Linked DNA regions of Sus scrofa: all the other regions are linked to region 1. The links are chromatin contacts, called in public HiChIP or PLAC-seq maps. All regions are on one chromosome and are shown on one strand. The core of a region is the stretch at or near the end of the contact, and the rest is flanking DNA. Distances in the headings are between cores, read along the strand shown. Region 1 has its middle 27 kb from the start of CXCL2. Region 2 overlaps RASSF6 (ras association domain-containing protein 6). Region 3 overlaps RASSF6 (ras association domain-containing protein 6).

Region 1 (3,102 bases), core at 258-2,757:
GATGAGTCCAGTGGAAACCAACTCCCAGAAATCTCCTCTGTGTGAAAGTTGTCTGAATAGTCAAGTCTGGGGAAAAAATCAAGAATGAAAGAAAAAAAAAAGATCAGCTAAGGGAAATTTAAAAAAAAATGTCCCAGGGGTTCTAGCAGAGGAGAGCAGGGCAAGGACAGAGGCTATAGAAGGGAGAGGGAATAGGGGGTGCAGGTTGGGGTCGGGGGGTGATGTGGATGGAGACGTATATAACAGTGTGTTGGTAAAGCAGCTCTCAAAAAAAAAAAAAATATTCCAGATTTATAGCATCTGCTAATTTCCGTGACATGAACCCTCCACCATAGCCACCAAGAATTTACACTACCAAGAATGAAGAACTAGCTAACACTCAGCTCTTGCAGTGAGATGAGCTGGACTGAGCACAGCAATGACTGAAAGCAATGCTGGGAAACGCTCGCTGACCAGTGATGAGCTCCTGCAGGTCCCTTGGGATGATACGTTTCCAGGTCCAGAAAGCTTCCTTCTTCTGTGTCTTTCTCTTCATGAAACTATGACTATGTTTTAGCCTGGGTGTCAGTGAGCATATCCTGTTCTTCAAGAGGAGATTTTTGCATAGGACCTTGAATAAAGTGACATGGTTTTAGCCTCAAAGGATAGGCATCTCTGTTCCCTGGTTTGGATGACAATTACTATTCTTGGTGAACTCTAGCCACTCTGAGCTGGGAGGAGGAGGGCAAAAAGGAACAGGGTATCAGGAAAATCACTTGTGTCCTCACTGGCCTCTGGCCTCTCTCACTCTACCCTCCGTGTAAGGCTCTGGCCTTTCTGTGAGATCAACACTCCTTAGTCCTGGCTTGGAGGAAAACTGAAAGAGTTAGACTCCAAAATAAGCTAATTATCATCCATAGCCTGAGCCAAAGAAAACCAGGGAAACTTTTGGCAAAAAGAAGTTGTCTTCGAGAAATTATTTTCCATGTTACACTTGCATACATGTGTCACGGGCTTGCCATTTCAACAGAAGGGGAAAAACATGACCTTGAGTCTGCTGGCATCCTGTTGCCTTTCCTGCCAGGATCAGAATGTTCCTCCTCTTGTTTCATTTCTGTTCCCCGTAGTGGACTCAAGGTTGGCAAATCTGAGGCTGTAGGCTGAATCCTGCTGACTTTTTCTCCCCTAAATATTGTGTGCTCTAAGTAATGCATATTGGGCAATACTATTTCATCTTGCTGATGTTTCAGTTTTTGAGCCACGAGCCCAACAAGTTGTTTGAACCTCAAAGCACATTTCCTGTGGCAATGCCAGTCAACAAGAAACTATAGTCACAAAGGTTAAGTATCAAAGAAAGGTGTACTTGGCAAGATCCTCTGACTCCATATTCTTGTTCTAAGATCTGGATTCCCCTCTATTTGGTACAGGGATATGGTCGCTATAACTTGACCATGAGGCTCAGCTGTCTGAGAACAAATCCCAAGACACATGAGGACCATGTCAGACTTTTGCCCGAACTGTGAAAGTCTCACACCAGGAAATGACAGACAACATCCTGATGTTAATTCATGAGCAGTTTGATGCCTCTTGAGTAATAAGTGCAAATTGAGAAATAAACTTCCTTCCTGCTGTTGAAATTTCTATACCTTAGAGTACTTCAATGTATAGAACTAACTAGTATTTTTTTAAATTTAATTATGAAAGAGATTTTGCTTAAAACTTGTCCAAACTAACTTAGGGCAAGTGTGTAGAGGTTAGATTCTTAAAATACAAAAAAAAAAAAAAAAAAAAAAATTAGGTATCTCTCCCACCACAGAAGTTTTCAAGGATACTTTGGGGAACCACTAAAGGCAAGACAATAATTCTTTGTTTTTTCTAATAACACCTTCTCATATTATGTTATTGAGAATCGATTAAGTGAAAGTAAAATTTATTAATTGGCCAAGAAACTATATTTGAAAGAAAAACATGCCTTACTTTCCTTGGTATAACTTTCCCATCTGAGGTATTCATCTTGAAAACTCATTATCTATGTTCCATTTCTCTTCCTTCCCAAGAAAGTCCTAATTTCAAGCCATTAAGTATAGTTGCATTCCAAGCCTTATAAAATAAACCCTGTGAGTAGATAAAAACAAATAGAAAATAAACAATTCTTATTTCTAAAAAGCAATAAACCCTCAAGAGGGTATCAAACTGGAGTACACATTTAAATACATTATTATATTACTCAGCTTTTTTCCCAAACTCATCTCCTTAGTCATCTGTTCTAGGATCCTTTTCAGAAATCCTTCCCTAAATGCATTTCCCCAATATCTCTGCGCTCAAGCCCATCTCTAATAGTTGTGAGGTCTTGGGATAAGGTTCAAAGGGAGGCCCAATCCCCCTGCCTAAATATTTGAAACTTTCTAAATAAGCTAACAAAATGTTAAATAAAATAGTTCTATGCTTCTACCTTGACAAATACATATCAAAGACATTTTAAAAATAAATAAAACTTACAGACTTTATGTGATGAGTCAGCAAAATAGCAAAGATAACTGAATTTAATTGTTCCACAAACCTGAGTGTTCTGTTATTGTACAGGCCATGTTTGGATGCATGCGCAGTAAAGAAATGCATAATTTATGAGTTACGCTATATTAATGGCTTAAAGTTTATTTTTCTCAGCTGCATTTCAGCAAAATTATTTCTTAGGTTTTTATGACTGCAATTTTCACATAATTTGTGTTCTACAGACATCTTACCAAACTAGATGTTACTTGAATTATTAATCCTTAGGTCGCTTCATTATTAATTTTAATTAGAGGTTTCACTCTGCTAATGTGATGATTTGAATTGTCAATAAGATTTCTAAAACATCACTTAGGTTCAAAAATGAACCATTAATCTTACATTATGTTCACATATTGTAATGTGTTGCTTAGAATACATTACCTAGACAACCAATCTTCCAGAATAGTTGAGAAAACACACAGTGGACCGATTCCTTCAGGTTGTGTTTATTGAGAGGATGGGGAAATTGTTGGTCATAAGTCTTCATGGCCCTTTTGGGTTCCCCCAAGGCTTTTAGGTCAAGCTCTCTGTGAAAATTCTGCTTTTTATTTTTTTTTATTTTTTATTTTT
Region 2 (3,102 bases), core at 164-2,663, 360 kb before region 1:
ACATTAAATGAGCTGATGTATGTAAGGCACGTAAAATAGTGCTTAGCAAATAGTAAATGCTGTTAGTTTGAACAATATGAAATTGCTGCTTATTTAGGTCAAATATGAACAATTTCAAATGGCTAATAGGTTAGCCATTATTAAAAGAAAAATGGATGCTGTTGAAGGGTTTGCCCTATTGAATTGCATCCTATTCTTTTCCTTCCTTGCACATGTAGATATCTCAATATAATAGATATCGTGCCATCTTTTTGACCTCATCAACTGCTTTGTAAATGGACTTTCCCCTTCACCTCCTGTGGCATATGGAAGTTCCTAGGCTGGGGGTCCAATCGTAGCTGCAACAGCTCATGGCACTCCAGATCCTTAACACACTGAACGAGGCAGAGATTGAACCTAAAGCTAGGGATTGAACGCATGTTCTCATGGATACCAGTAGGGTTTGTTACTGCTGAGCCATGGTGGGAACTCCTCCCCTTCAGCTCTTGAAGTCAATCTGAACAGCCCTAAACAAATTTCCATAGTAATGCTGCCTAAATGAATATTTCACACAGCTTAAAGTTAATAAAATACACCACCATATTGGTGAAAACCATATAGAAAAGATTCCTTATTTCTTTGGCTACTGGATCAAATTTGCGAAAAAGGAGGCATATATATACAAGGAATTTAAAAAACATTTCAGATCATTTATTTGCTCATTCTTTTATTCATTCATTAATTCATTCAGTCCTTTATTCAACCGATTTTTATTGAGCACATCCCATATACAGTATACAATATTAAGAATGGCAAAGTATACAAAGATGAATGGGACAGGTCCTCTATCCCTAATAAATACAACATATTACCTAGAATTGAATTTGAACTAATATATAACTGGTAATGAAATACTTGAACCACCCAAACAATAAATGGTTTTATGACAAAAGTTTATATTCTTATATTATGCAAAGATGACTGAAAGGAATGGATTTTTGTCTCAGAAATTATATCTTATTTATTGCTATATAGCAAATTATCCTGAAATGTAGCAGCATACTATAATATACATTTCTTATCTCACACATTTTCTGAGGATCAGGAATCCAGGAGTGGTTTAGCTGGGTTTTCTGGCCCAGGGTCTCTCATGAAATCGTCGTCAAACTATTAGACAGTGCTGCAGTCATCTGAAGGCTTGACCAGGGCTGGCAGATGACTCACTCACATGGCTGTGGACAGGAGCCTCAGTTCCTTGTTGGCTTTTGGCAGAAATTCTCAGTCCCTATCATTATAAGCCTTTTCCCTGGGCTGCTCTGAACATGGCAGTTGGTTTCCCCCAGAGCAAGCAAACCAAGAGAACAAGCAAGGAGGATGCTACAGTGACTTTTATGACTTAATCTCCAGAGTCCACACACATCACTTCTGCTTTCCTTTGTTCCTTAGAATTAAGTCACTAAGCCCAGCCCTTTGGCAAAGTGAGAAGGATTAGGCTCCATCTCTTGAGAGGAGGAGTATCAAAGACTTTATAGATACATTTTATTTTATTTTATTTATTTTATTTGCTTTTTAAGGCCACATGTCTACATATGGAAGTTACCAGGCTAGGGGTCAAATCGGAGCTGCAGATCCTGGCCTACACCACAGCCACAGCAATGTCAGATCCAAGCTGCATCTGTGACCTACACCACAGCTCATGGCAACACTGGGTCCTTAATCTACTGAGTGAGGCCAGGGATCAAACCTGCGTCCTCATGGATTCTAGTTGGGTTCGTTACCACTGAGCCACAGTGGGAACTCCCCATAGATATATTTTAAAACTACCACAGTAGTGATGTTAATGTCTCATTTGAATATTAAAAATTTTTTTTTTCATCTCGTAGAACTCTATGCTTGCATGTACTTGCTAATTTTTTTTGTGGGTAACTTTTTAATAAAAAATTTTCTATTTCCTTGTTTAAAAAGTAATACATGTTAATTGTAGAATATTTAATAAGTATAGAAAAATACAAAAAATATAAATCACACATAATTCTACAAACCAGGCATAACCACATTTGACATGTTGTTTTGGTTTATAATGTGTATGTACAAATAGTACACACACATATATAAACATATATCTATATATCTCATGGGTAATACATGTTAAAACATTTTAGTGTATATTCTTATCTAGCTACATAGGAGAAATAACTTATAATTAAAATTTGTTTGAAAACAATCCTAAGTGCTTCATAACATGCTATGGGTAAATGTTTCTTTCCTTCTTTAATCTTTTCTATTTTTCGACATTAGACTATTTGCTTCCTTTTATCACAACAAATAATGATCTTGTTTACATAGTGTCTTTATACATCTGAATATTTCCAACATAAGATCCTACAATTACAGGATGAACTTACTACCAAAATTGCTTTCAAGGAACATTATATCTATTTGTATTTTTATCAGCAATTTAAGTTCCTATCACACTGTAATCTGTTGAGTATTTAATATTATACCTTCTTAATTTTTTAATAGACCAAAAAGGATATTTCACTTTCATTTGTGTTTTGTTGCCATGCCAGTTATTTTATCGCCTCTGTGTTCCAAATTGATTCTTTGCTGATGGCTCTGGGAAAACCGATATGGGAGCCTTTAAATTTGTTTCCTTTGCAGCTTACAGATGTCATATTTTGTCAGTAGAGGGCGCTGGAGAAACACTGTAGGAGGAAGTTGGTTTTACAGGATTCCTCAGGGGCTGGTTGGTCAGGCTCAGGGAAGCTTTCTTCCTCCACCGTTTTGCCCAGAGTGGTTTCTCCAGTGCTAGTTGCCTGTAAGGTCCTAGTTAGTAAAGCAAGCTAGTTGCTTGCTTTAGCATTTGTTCCCCCATCCCCTTTTCCAGCTTTTGATTTGGTTTGTGGTGGCACAGCCTGAAGCCAGTACAGGCCTGTGTCCTAGCTTAAGTCATTACTCTCCATACCTTCTCAACTTGGTGCTCGCAGCCCCTGCAGCTTCCAGTCCTAGTGGCATGGCAGCAGTGCCCCTGACTCCATCTGTGTGGCTACTCTTCAGCCTCAGCTTGCCTGTGCCCCCAGACTTTGTTTCCTGCAGACCTCTGGACAGAGACATTATGCGATG
Region 3 (3,102 bases), core at 246-2,745, 340 kb before region 1:
TTACTTATCTTCTCTGTGCTTTACTGTCCTTGTCTATAAAATAGGAATAATTATGGTATGAGGTAGGATGGGGTTGTTGAGATGATTAAATGAGTTGATTTGCGTAAAATCCTTGAAAACTAACACATAGCAAGCAATCAATATGTGTTAAAAACTATCATGATCATCCTCATCTTCCTTGTCATTGTCGTCATAATCCCCATCATTTATATCCATTTCATGATGGATCAAGAGCCATTAGTGATCCAAGATCGTATCCAATCTCTCTAGGTTAAAGTATATATCACATCTAGGACCAGCCTTGGTCCTACCAAGAATCTCTTCCATGTCTGTTTTCCGAAACCAAAAAAAAAAAAAAAAAAAAAAAAAAAAAATCTGCTTCTAGGGAATTTGTGGCATTAATTCTACCCAAATGTCACTGGCCACCACAAGAACAAAAAAATGCTTATTCATATTAATGGTGGAAAATATGAATAAACATGATCTTTTTTTCCCTTGATCTTAGAATTCCTTGGAAGTCTTTTTACAAATTTTATACTACTTAAACCTCACAATAATAGCCTTATGACGGACATAAGAAACCCGTAATCTATTTATTCATTGATTTTCTACTAGGCTGTACTATCCAGAATATAGCCAGTCAAAGCAAATGTCATAAAAGCCCAAGAACTATAGGCAACTTTAACTCAATAACTTTCAACTCAAAGGAGAACTATTTAGGTCCTGACTCAGAATCTAGTTATTTTTATGATGGATAACATGATAAATTTTCCCCAATTTGGAGAAGATTGATTTTAAAAAGGCAAATGCCATTATCATAGAGTGCTAGCAATGGAAAAGACAAAGTACCAATGTAACATAGAAGCTAAAAAGGCCAGGCAGCTCTGTGCTATTTCACACGGGGGAAGAGAGAGAATCCATGCACGCCAGGCCAGGGACGTAACATAAACTCTTGGTAATCCTGGCAGACTTGACATCTGTCCTTACTTCCACCTTAGTGGTGTCACATAAATTCCGAAGAATAAACATGGCTTAAGACAGTCAGTGTTTGGACCCTTTTCCTCCCTACCATCTTGGGAGCACACACACACATACACCCACACCAAAAACAAAAAAACAAAAAAACAAAAAAACTCACAACCCAACCCAACATCCAATTTTCAGCTCTGGATTGTGTAACATGAAATGTCGCCACATACAACTATGCACATGACTAAGCTTAAGGGCAGTTACACAGAGTTTTCCAAAGAAAACTGGTTGGAACTTGATGTAATATCAAAGAGTTGAACTTGCCCAAGCACAGGACTGTTGGCCATGTTTAGACCAAGCTTCAGCGTGTACCCCATTAGCAAATTTAAGAAATGGGGAGGTTTTATAATGAACTGCAAAATAAAAAGGAAGTAGAGGAATTCCTGTTGTGGCTCAGGAGTAAAGAACCTGACTAGTATCCATGAGGATGCGGGTTTGATCCCTGGCCCCTTTCAGTGAGTTTAAGTATCTGGTGTTGCCACACCCTGCGGTGTGGGTTGCATACGTGGCTTGGATCTGGCATTGCTGTGGCTGTGGTGTAGGCTGGCAGCTGCAGCACCAATTGGACCCCTAGCCTGGGAACTTCCATATGCCACGGGTATGGCACTAAGAAAAAAAAAAAAAGATAGAAGTAGATATTTGAATGAAAGCAGTCACTTCCCTATCCCCTTTGCAAGAAAAAACCCCACTATGGGTGTTATTCAAATGTACACCTATCCAGTTTCTGCTCTTTACCATTCTGCCATGATTTGTCCAAAGCATGTCAAAACTGACTTTGGAAAGACATCAAAGACAGAAATGAAAACTGGTGCAAACAAACATAACCTTCAATAAGGCTGTTTTTACGGAAAAAAAAATCCAGAACAAAAGATGTGGACCAGATATAAAAGATTAAAGTACTGCCCACAGAATTTTTTTCATAAAGGATCACAAGTGGTCACAGCTCAAACTGATTTGTTTTCCAACTTTTGCCATTTCCATTAAACTGATTCAATGTGACTCATTTTAGAGGTAATTAGAACAAATGAGCTTGACAAACAGACAGTCCCCTCCAAAGGTGAGTTGAAAGGAAAGATTGCAGCCCTTCTGCAGCTGAGTGTACAACTTTTATATCTTTTATTCCACAACTGCCTACTAGAGATATTAAATCGCTGATCCTGTGAGAGGAGAGGTGTAAGTTCTGCAGCCAGAAACCCCGTGTGGGAAAAGGAACAAGAAGAAGTGTCACAGAGTGAGTGTGCAGTCTCCTTCTCTACACAATTCCCTTTAAGGCTTAGAATTTAAACAAATACCATGTTAAGGATGGCAAACAGAGAGAGAGTGTCTAGGATTGGATTGAAACAAAGGACACACCTTAGGTGGCTTGGCACCCACGGGAATCAGAAGCCGAGAAAGAGCCATTTCAAATTATGCTGCCCCTTCCTTCCGAGGATTCTGTTGGTTCCCACAAAGATTAGCACATTAGCTAATTAATTAGAAGATTAAATCTGCTAATTAATCACAACTGAATCTAACCTTGATCATGTGTGTAAGAAGAGTGGGACCTTTCTCTGATAATTCTTACCCACCAGAAAAATCTGATACAATACGAGTGTGCATTTAACTTCAAATGTTCTCCCAGTAAGTCTCAGTACAATGGCAAAGGGCAAGCCAAGTTTTCTAGGATAGTCTTTCTCAATTTTAAACTAAAGAAGATAATTCCTGTTTGATTCACAGCATTGTTCTGATAAATAATGAAAAAAGGCACATAGATTCCTTGGAAAACACAAAATAAGGATATTAATTTATCCTCTTCTGCAGAAGAAGGAAAGGTATTGACTTACCTTGTCTACCTGGGCTCCTGAAACTCATCCCCAAGTTCAGGGTTTCTAGGAAGTGTTTTGAATTTTAATTTGAGAAAAAAAATATATATATATATTGGGATATCCATTCAAAATCCTGATGGCTTAATGTATAATACAAGTAGCCTACTGCATCTCCTTAACATCTTCCCACAGTGTTCAATAATAATCATTTTTTTGTGATTCAAATAATTAAAATGCATTCAAAGGAGCTGGCTACTCACGGAAGTTT

Evidence for each region. HiChIP or PLAC-seq counts read pairs in DNA pulled down with a chosen protein or histone mark.
Region 2: a contact with region 1 is called in an H3K27ac HiChIP or PLAC-seq map of alveolar macrophages. The contact joins two enhancer-like sites. A contact is called at or near these places in 2 of 47 Hi-C or Micro-C datasets (epiblast stem cells and fibroblasts) and 2 of 2 datasets of contacts at active chromatin or transcription factors (alveolar macrophages and skeletal muscle).
Region 3: a contact with region 1 is called in an H3K27ac HiChIP or PLAC-seq map of alveolar macrophages, with 4 times the contacts expected there. The contact joins two enhancer-like sites. A contact is called at or near these places in 6 of 47 Hi-C or Micro-C datasets (embryonic fibroblasts, epiblast stem cells, fibroblasts and 3 more) and 1 of 2 datasets of contacts at active chromatin or transcription factors (alveolar macrophages).

The regions. Positions count from the first base shown.
Region 1 is chr8:70,128,369-70,131,470 of Sscrofa11.1, forward strand. No RefSeq gene overlaps it. Among named protein-coding and RNA genes, the nearest start is that of CXCL2, 27 kb to the right of the region's middle. Within about 2 kb of position 1,508, at least 17 of the 83 cell types and tissues checked have an H3K27ac peak or open chromatin away from gene starts, as enhancers often do. A contact at or near this core is called in alveolar macrophages, where this site is marked.
Region 2 is chr8:69,771,263-69,774,364 of Sscrofa11.1, forward strand. It overlaps RASSF6 (ras association domain-containing protein 6), which reads right to left. Exons shown (of 11, transcript XM_005666740.3): 11 at 2,264-3,102. LOC102166306 (alpha-fetoprotein-like) reads left to right here. Exons shown (of 14, transcript XM_005666743.2): 14 at 1-2,526. Among named protein-coding and RNA genes, the nearest start is that of RASSF6, 59 kb to the right of the region's middle. Within about 2 kb of position 1,414, at least 1 of the 83 cell types and tissues checked has an H3K27ac peak or open chromatin away from gene starts, as enhancers often do. A contact at or near this core is called in alveolar macrophages, where this site is marked.
Region 3 is chr8:69,788,141-69,791,242 of Sscrofa11.1, forward strand. The region is part of intron 4 of RASSF6 (ras association domain-containing protein 6); the gene reads right to left. Among named protein-coding and RNA genes, the nearest start is that of RASSF6, 42 kb to the right of the region's middle. Within about 2 kb of position 1,496, at least 2 of the 83 cell types and tissues checked have an H3K27ac peak or open chromatin away from gene starts, as enhancers often do. A contact at or near this core is called in alveolar macrophages, where this site is marked.